Regions from separate parts of the Mus musculus genome. Here region 1 is linked to region 2. The links are chromatin contacts, called in public HiChIP or PLAC-seq maps. All regions are on one chromosome and are shown on one strand. The core of a region is the stretch at or near the end of the contact, and the rest is flanking DNA. Distances in the headings are between cores, read along the strand shown.

The links. HiChIP or PLAC-seq counts read pairs in DNA pulled down with a chosen protein or histone mark.
Region 1: an H3K27ac HiChIP or PLAC-seq map of double positive thymocytes shows a contact between it and region 2, with 5 times the contacts expected there. The contact joins the enhancer-like site here to the promoter of Celsr3 in region 2. A contact is called at or near these places in 2 of 39 promoter capture datasets (cranial neural crest and hippocampal neurons), 2 of 115 datasets of contacts at active chromatin or transcription factors (double positive thymocytes and embryonic forebrain) and 1 of 9 other capture datasets (liver).

Annotation. Positions count from the first base shown.
Region 1 is chr9:110,061,203-110,065,961 of GRCm38.p6, reverse strand. It overlaps Map4 (microtubule-associated protein 4), which reads right to left. Exons shown (of 19, transcript NM_001205330.1): 9 at 2,839-2,945; 10 at 1,513-1,734. Among named protein-coding and RNA genes, the nearest start is that of Dhx30, 54 kb to the left of the region's middle. Within about 2 kb of position 3,356, at least 33 of the 459 cell types and tissues checked have an H3K27ac peak or open chromatin away from gene starts, as enhancers often do. A contact at or near this core is called in double positive thymocytes, where this site is marked.
Region 2 is chr9:108,823,933-108,828,074 of GRCm38.p6, reverse strand. It overlaps Celsr3 (cadherin, EGF LAG seven-pass G-type receptor 3), which reads right to left and starts at 2,030. Exons shown (of 36, transcript NM_001359572.1): 1 at 1-2,030. The coding sequence starts at 1,755. Gm35025 (a long non-coding RNA gene) reads left to right here and starts at 1,955. Exons shown (of 2, transcript XR_871161.3): 1 at 1,955-3,593; 2 at 3,710-4,142.

The sequences.
Region 1 (4,759 bases), core at 2,107-4,606, 1.2 Mb before region 2:
CAACGGACTCTTATAGCCACAGCTCATCTGTTGGTTTCCATATCCTTTTCTTTTCTTTCTTTTTTTTTTTTTTTTTCCTGAGACAGGGTTTCTCTATATAGCCCTGGCTGTCCTGGAACTCACTCTGTAGACCAGGCTGGCCTGGAACTCAGAAATCCGCCTGCCTCTGCCTCCCGAGTGCTGGTATTAAAGGCGTGCACCACCACGACTGGCTTCCATATCCTTTTCTGAACAAGTTCCCTGTTTGCTTCTATAAATCTGCATGCTGGACTTGATTAAATATATGCCCCCTGTGCTTAGATACATGCCACATCTTTAAGCCAGCCTATGAACTGCTGCTGAAACACCACATAGCAAAAAGCAGTGTTGTATGGGGCCAGGCACCAGAAATGGCATTAGACATAGGCTCAAACCCTACCTCTGTCAAGTATTAGCATGGACTTTATATTTAGGAAGACAATTTGACTGAGCTTTTAAGCGTGCCCAGATTTAAAAAATACAACTAAAATATTATGGATGGTTGAGAATATTCAAGGAGTTATGCATATCAAGAAACTAGTGTAGTATACTTCATTTTTATGAATACAGAGTGAAACCTCACTAGGTACATCTTATCCCTACAGACTCTTTTCCCTTGCCAGGAGCACTGTTCCTTGAAGACAGTCATCTGCCCTCTAGCCTCTTAACCAAACAACTTCCTAAAAATCCAAAATGGGATAAATAAGGTTCAGAAAGAAAGCCTTCTGAGACAACATCATTTCTAGTCCATGATAGGGTTTCTCAGTTTCTTAGACAGGGCTTCAATTAAGACTATAAACCCTAGGTTTACTTTACAAGGCTAAAGTAGAACAACCCCCAGGTTATCATGGGAACATGATAACATTTTCCACCATGAATTTAAAGCTACCAATAGGCTAAAGGTCCTTCTTAAATAAAATAAAAGCCTGAGGAAGGCAGCCACAGCCTGCACCCTCCCTTCCTCCAGGAGCTATAATGGAAGCAAGTGCAGCTCTGAATGTGAACTGGAAAGATGAAAATCATAAGTAGCCCAGTGAGAAGCTGCCTAAGACTAAAAGCAAAATAACTTGTCACATAATCCTGGAACCTGCTGAGCTCAGCTGGATGAGTCAGCATGTTGCTAAGTAATGGGAAAAACTTTATTTTGCAGGATGAGTAAGGAGAAAGACAAATATCTGATTAGTATGTGGAACACAGGAAACTGCTTAAGGTACAGAAACAGGTGAAGTGTAAGCAATAGTTAAGACAAAGGAAAAAGAATGAAAGAAAATGGAATATTGCTTCTGACCAGGGCAGACAAGAGGAAAATAATAAAAGGGTTTCAAGTGTTACAGTCGCACCCCTGGGCACCCAAACTGACTTGCAAAGCACCACTGCCCTTCCCTGACCTTCCCCAGTTCCATCAGTTCATCATCTGCAGCAACAAGAGCCTGTCTATGGACCTGAAACTCAAGGGAAATCTTCTCCGGGCACAGTGTATGGGTGGCCACTTACCTTTGGCTTCACGTCTCTGGCAGGTAGGGTGGAAGGCCTGGCAGTAGCAGTGGCAGCAGCAGGGCGTTTGTGTGGGGCAGCTGGCACTGAGCCTGAGGCGAGGCTCATGGGTTTTTTATTCAACCCACCAGAGGTGGTGGGAGCTGGTTGCTTAGGGAGAGAAGTGGGCTGTGTTTTGGCTTTCGATGTTGAAGTCTTTGCAGGTTGAGTGGTGGCCAAAGGCTTTAAGTTGATGGTTGTTTAATTTTTAATTTAAAAAATTTAAAGAACATAAAACACACAGACAAGAATAAAAACAAATAAAAATGTATAAATTGCACAATTCAAAGTAAAATTATAAGCAATGAGGATTGATGCAACTGAAAATAAGCATTCCTTTCTTCTGAGCTCAGTAGACAGTAAAGTGATACTAAGATGAAGTTTAAGATACTGTAATTCTCTTTATTCTTAGACACAAGATCTTAGGCATGCTAAGCACATGCTGTACTTCTGAACTATATCCCCATGTCTGTGGAAATGCTTTCTTAATCATAGCGCCACAAATTCCAATGGTTTGATTTTTAAATCATTTATTTTAATAATATCTTTGTCATTAACTTTTGGCAGCTGTAAGAATTTTATAAATAAATGTATCAGTAAATGATTAAATTATTACTGACTGGATTTCTTTTTTAAAAAAATAGGATCTTAAGTTACCCAGGCTGACACACAACTCAGGATCCTCTAGCCTCAGCTGCCAAACTGCTGAGATTAAACGTACAGGCACCAACCACACCCTACTTTTCTTTCCTATGTCTTCACAAGACAGCATAACTATACCCTAAAATGTGGTACCTGTGTGTTTACCAAGTACAAGAGAAAGTTTCTGAAGCCATGGTCTGTCTAAGAAACCTTCATTCATTTTTTTTCTCGAACAGGTTTCAGGGTAAGTCTACAATTGCTTCTTGCTGTTAGTAAGCAAAAGGTAAGTCATTTATAAATTGACAATGGTAGACATAGTAACATCCTGTCTGAAAAAGCCATGGGCACGGTGGTAGAGCACTTGCCTAAGAAGTATAAGGTCCTAGGTTCAATCTCTAGCACAGAAAACAAATATTTAATGAACATTTTACACAGATATACTATAAAAGTGCAGGCAGAGGATTTTGAATGAATGAATTTGGTTTAGGCCAAATGAAAATATAGGATCTATTTTCTAAGGGCATCTAAATTTGAAGAAAGACAAGACAGCTCAGAAAAAAAGACACTGCACTCATGATTCAAGCAATAGCAGCAGAAGGTTTAAAATCACAGAAAAGGGAAACCATCATCCACTGTAGCGCCTACCTTTGCTTTCTTTTCTGGGCTTGGTGGTGGCTCCTTGTTTGGCGGGGTAGTGATGTCATTTCCAGTCACACCTACAGCAGCCTTTGCTTCTTCTTGCCGGGATACTCCTAAAGGGTGGAGAGTCAGCGGAAATTACCTTAAGCAAATGTATTTTACAACCATTTGAAACACGGAAGGCTCCATTGAGAGTCCCATGACTGGAGCTCCATTCTGAAGAACCCAAAGGGCTAGGCTGCCGAGGATGGGCAGCCTGTGTCCTCCCTGGGATCACAATTCTAGGAGCTCTGTCTGAGCACTTGTCACCGTGTGAAGGAGGATCCACCCTGATGATGATCAGCGCAGGGAAACGGCCTTTAAGGTTTGCTTTCCTTTTCCCTGGATACCAACAAAGAGCTTCTGTCACCCAAACACCAACTCCCCGAAAACAAAGGGGACAAAAACCACTTCTGCCATAGTCTACCCCTTAGAGTAAAGGTTGCTGAGAGATGGGGCAAGCGCCAGGTGGTTCAATAACCTCCCTCACTTCCTCTCGCTGTAAAGAGCCACGCTGCAGAGGATGTGAGATTAAGCTGCTCCAATTCTAACTGACCTAGATTTCCAACAAGGCCAAGAGCCGTGGAAAAGAAAGTCATCAGCCTAAGCCAGAAGAACTCCTCTCTTCAGAAGGGAGATACCTCAGGTGTAAACAAGCAAGATGCCTAGGAGCACTGTGACAAGTATGAAATGTGTAGTCCTAACATGGACATTTTCTGACTGGCACAGAAACCATAACCACAAAAAGCATACCTAAATCCAAAAGACACCTGCCACACAATCATTCTCAAACACAAAGAGCTTCAACTCCTTAACATCAGTCACTCTTTTTTGTAACTGGTGTTTTAAGACAGAATCTTATGTAGCCAGGGTTGGCCTGGAAATCACTACACACATAGGGATGAGGTCTGAGTCTCCTGTCTTCACCTCTGGAGTGCTAAGGTTGTAGAACTGTACTGTTGTAACCGAGTTTATGTGGTGCAAACCTAGGCTCTGGGAATGCTACCGACTGAGCTGCATCCCGTGGCTTGCTCTCTTTTCACTTCCTGAAGACTGGCTCGAGTGTATCAGATGCTGGTCCTCTTCCCTCAATCTCCTGAATGCTGTGATTAGAGGCCTGTGCTACCACACCCAGGGCCAGGTATCAGTTCATCTTGTAAGGTTAACAATCTAGCCCTCAGCCGCCCCAAAAGGTCAAAAGAATATAAAAGTAGGTCATAGAAATGCTAAATATGAAAATATGAATAAGTATGCACAGGTATATAATTCCAGTTTTTGGGAGATGTAGTAGCAGCCGGTGTTCAAAGCCAGCTTTAGCTACATAGTGAGATTGAAGCCAGCCAGGGTATATGAGATCCTGTCTCAAAAACCAAACAACAAGGGCTGGAGAGATCTCAAAAGTTAAGAGCACTGACTTCTCTTCCAGAGGACCTAGGTTTGGTTTTCAGCACCCATGTTGAAAACAGATTCAGTCCCAAAGGAGCACTGAGCACTACATGTATCTGATATATCCACGTGCAGGTAAAAACACCTTTGAAATAAAAATAATAAATATTAAAGACATAAAGAGTTGATGGTTCATATCTTGGATCTTCATGGTATTGTATGGATTATATGAATATCGTTTAGAATTTCTAAATTAACATTTTTGGAATTTATTGCTTTGTGCAGAATAAACTACTAAACTTTTACTTCCCCTTAAGATCCTTGAACCAAGCCGGGCGTGGTGGCTCACACTTTTAATCCCAGCACTCGGGAGGCAGAGGCAGGCGGATTTCTGAGTTCGAGGCCAGCCTGGTCTACAGAGTGAGTTCCAGGACAGCCAGGGCTACACATAGAAACTCTGTCTCGAAAAACCAAAAAAAAAAAAAAAAAAAAAAAAAGATCC
Region 2 (4,142 bases), core at 781-3,280:
GGCAAAATGGCCCCGGCTGTTGCCGCTGATAATGTTATAATGCACCAAACCATTGGCATCCTTGTCCTTGTCCGTGGCCGTGACACGTAGCACCACCGTGTGAGGGCGCACATCCTCACGCACCTGTGCCACATAGCGCTTCTCGCTGAACTGGGGCGCATTATCATTCTCATCCAGCACAGTTATGTGCACTCGCACGGTGGCTGAACGTGGCCCAGGCTCCTGGCCCTGGTCACTAGCCTCTACTACTAGCTCATAGCTTTCCATGTGTTCCCTGTCCACGCGGCCACTGGTGCTGATAAGACCCGAACGTGGATCAATCTCGAAAGCAGCGGCGGCTGCGGTGCGCACAGCTGGCGATCCCACGAAGCGGTAGCGCAGGTTGGCGTTAGGTGGCGCGTCGCCGTCGGTGGCACGCAACTGCAGGATGGGGTAACCTTCTTCCACATTCTCACGAAGTGTTTCCCGATACTGGGCTTGCTCAAACACTGGCGCGTGATCGTTGCGGTCAGCTACTGTCACCGCCACCATGGTGGTAGCTGAGAGGCGCGGTGAGCCGTGGTCCTGTGCTGTTACTCGAAGGTAGTGGCGTTCCATACTCTCACGATCCAGAGCGGCAGCCGTGCGGATGAGGCCACTCTGAGGATCAATACTGAAAAGCTCCAGCGAGCGGCTGTTCATGAGCGCCGCCAGCGAGTAGATGAGGCGCCCGGCCTCGCCTGGGTCCGGGTCTTGTGCCACCACGCGCAGTACTGATGTGCCCGCTGCCTCATTTTCAGGTACCAGTGTCTGGTAGTTGTATTGAGGAAACTGCGGGTGGCGGTTTGCAGCACGACGAGGACGAGCCTGGTTAGTTGAGAGTATTTGCTTGGCTTCAGGACCAGTCGGAAACCCGGGAGGGCGCGGCCCAGGGCGCTCAAAGAGGAAACGGCGGCGGAAGAGACCGCGGGAGCGCATGCGCCCGGGAGCTGTCCGAGACTCGCGAGGTGCTGAACCCGGCGTAGGAGCTGTCCTCACAGCACGTGGTGCTGAATCCTCCCCCAGGCCAGATCCTAAAGAGCCGGGGAGGCAGTCCCGCCGAAAGGGTCCCCTGTCCACTGTGGAAGTCGCGGATCTCTCACCCTGACCCTTGTGTCCTGGCTCCCACAGCTTCCCGCAGCAGCGAGAGGTTTCCACTCTTTTGCGGATGCTTCTCCTAGCATTACGCTGGAAGGCCACTGGCCTGGAGCCATCAGGCTGAGCCAGAAGTTCTGAAGGGTGAGGAGAGCTGTTCCTCAGATCAGAATCCCCTGGGGACAGAGCATCGAGTGGCAGGCTACCTCTTCGTAAAGGCCCTGTCCGCCCACAAGAGGAGATCTCTGGGTGCCAACATAACAGATACCCTGGACCCTGACCTGCCTCTTGCTCGCGACTACCCAATGCCTGGACCACCACCTCCGCGTTTGGTTGCTCAGGGGCCCCTCGACCATTCCGGGCGTTTTGCCTACCTACTCGGAGCCTCATGAAGACAGGCTCCCTGACCCCCAGGCCAGGATCTCCATCTTCCCAGACGCCGGGAGATTCGGGACAAAGAGCTACGGCTCCACTGCCGATTTGCGCTCTTGGCCCAGTAGTAGTAGCAACCCCTGGGTCCCAGTCCTGGTCCCCACCGCCCCCCAGCTCCTCCCGGCTAAAAGGGAACAAAGAGAGGAGAAGGAGCAGTAGTACCGGGGTCGACGGTCCCGGGAGACCCCACCATAGAGGCCGCCTCGCCATCACCCCCGCCTCCCGTCACGGCCTCCGCCGCCCCCCGCCCGGGTCCGGGCCTTGGGCCCGCCCCGCTGCTCTGGCCCCCTCCTGGGCCCCTGCCGCCGCCCCGGCCCTCCGCCCCTCTGCCCGTCGCTCCGCGCCGCCACTGCTCTCTGGGCACCATCTACTCCGCGGCCAGAGCCCCTTTGGCATACGGCCCCGGCTTTTGCCGCCCCCACCACAGCATCCCCGACGCCGCTGCCGCCTCCCGACGCTCCAACATGGCTCCCGGCCGCTCCGATGGTTTGCTCCACCTCCGCCCCGATGCCCCAAACCTGGTGGTACAGCCCGTCGCGCATGGCAGTTCTGGCGACTGAAGCCGTTACCGCCATCTTTATTGAGAACAGAAGTGCTGCCCACGGTGCTGAACGGAGCTGGGAGTTTCTCCGCTACTCTGCCACCGCCCTCCCTCTCATCCTAGTGCGCTATTCCAGCGTGGCTTCCTAGTCTTTCTTCAGACCGAGAATCTCGTCTCCCTTTAGAGCGCTAGTTCCGAGCCCTAACACCCATTTTGGTTTGAAAATGTGCTGTCATCGGTCTGGGAAGGGTTACCATATAGAATCCTGGGACTGTGAAAATAATGGCCAGACACCGGCCTGGTTCAAACAATAGCGTTAACTGTTTATTAACAAGTTTAACTTATGAGAAACATGTCGCAAAAATCTCCTTGTTTGCTCCTACAGAACAGGATCTGAAAACGACCCTTCTGAGACAGGAAGAGAAGCCAACTCTTCTCCGCCACGAGAGTCACTAGCGGTCTCCCAGACTTGGGAGAGACACCACGTCTCTCTAGGCTATGGTTCTTTCCAGTGTTCTGAGATGCCACGTGGAACCCAGGGTTGTACAACTGTGGACCCAGCTTCCTCAGATCTCCGCCCCCTCGCCTGCGACAACTGCATCCTTTAACCCCTTGAAGAACCCGACAGAAGCTCAGTTCTCCCTAGTCCTGGTCCAGTCTAGCTTTCCGTCCAACTCCTGGCACGCGCGCATCTCAACCAACCAATAGCTAGATGTGGCGCAACAGACGTCACAGAATCCTAGAGAAAGGCGGCGCATTCCAATTAGAGTGTCATTGTTTCTATTGGCACAATGGGAGACCCCGCCCCTCTCGGAGGACTCCATTGTATGCGGGAGGTAGGAGGGCCTCGCGGGTTCCACGCTAGCCAGCAGAAATAATCCAAAAGACGCGCTATATTGATCAGCCTCCAAACTTGGCATCGGTGATGAGCTGCAACGCAAGGTGCAGGGGACTCATTCATTCTGACACCGAGACAGGAGTCAGGCCTAGGACCCCAGAACATTGCCCTGGGTGCGGTTCCCCCGGCTGAGTGGTTACTACTTCAAACAGTCCAAGAACTCCTGGCCAAGACCTCTGGCCCGCCCCCAAATGGTAGCTATGACATCACCAGCAACCAATCAACGCATTCTCTCGCTCCTGGGTTTCTTTGCTTCGGGGAGGTTTGGCTCACTCGGGTTGCACTGGACGAGGCTGCTGTGATCTGACCCATGGGTATCAGCTGTAGTGTTTGGGGTCGTTAAGTCTTAAGACTCAAGTCAGAGTTCCGTGACAGATACACCATTTGTGCGTGTAGGTGGACTATGTACAGCGGCACTAAAGAAAGTACTCCGTAGGATTGTAGTTCCTGACTAGAGAAGAGAGGAGCGGGACCTGGTTTTGAAGCGCCCGCCGCTCTGTGGGTCCACAGACTAGCTAGTGGAAAGCGCAAATCTCAGGTTGAACAAGGAGGAAACCAGCTGGAATCACAGAGGAGACCCCTGAATGACCTTAGGGATCTGGACTTCCGGTACGAGTTGCCTGAGCAGCACTTTTAGGATGCCATCCCGGCTCTTGCCGCGTGGGCAGATGTGTTAAGTAAGGCACCTTGGCTGAGGGAAATCGTTCCGTTTTCCCCTCATGCAGGGCTGGTGACTGGCCTCCACCTTTGACGTCTCCGTGGCGTCTACTAGAGACGACATTCGAGGCGGCTGCGGGCGTGAGACTGTCTCCCACTTTTCCCCCGTTTGTGGCTGCTGTTGGTAAGCCGTTCCCTCACCTTGTTTTCTCACATATCCTCACTTCTGTGTCCAACCCACAGTAGTCGCTCCCAATGCACTTCCTGGAAAGAGAAAAATGAGGAGCCTAAAGGAGGTTCAGCTGGTGAAGGTGCTTGGTGTCCAAGCTTGAACGCCCGAGTTTGATCCCTGGATCCCATGTAAGAGTGGAAGACCGACCCCACAAAGTTGTCCTCTGACAACCATCCACACTTTCAAATGAAATGCTGTTGGTTCCTCCCTCTGCTTCCAAGACCAGCTTTGTCCCTACCTCCTAGGAACAAGTAAGACCTCCAGGTGGC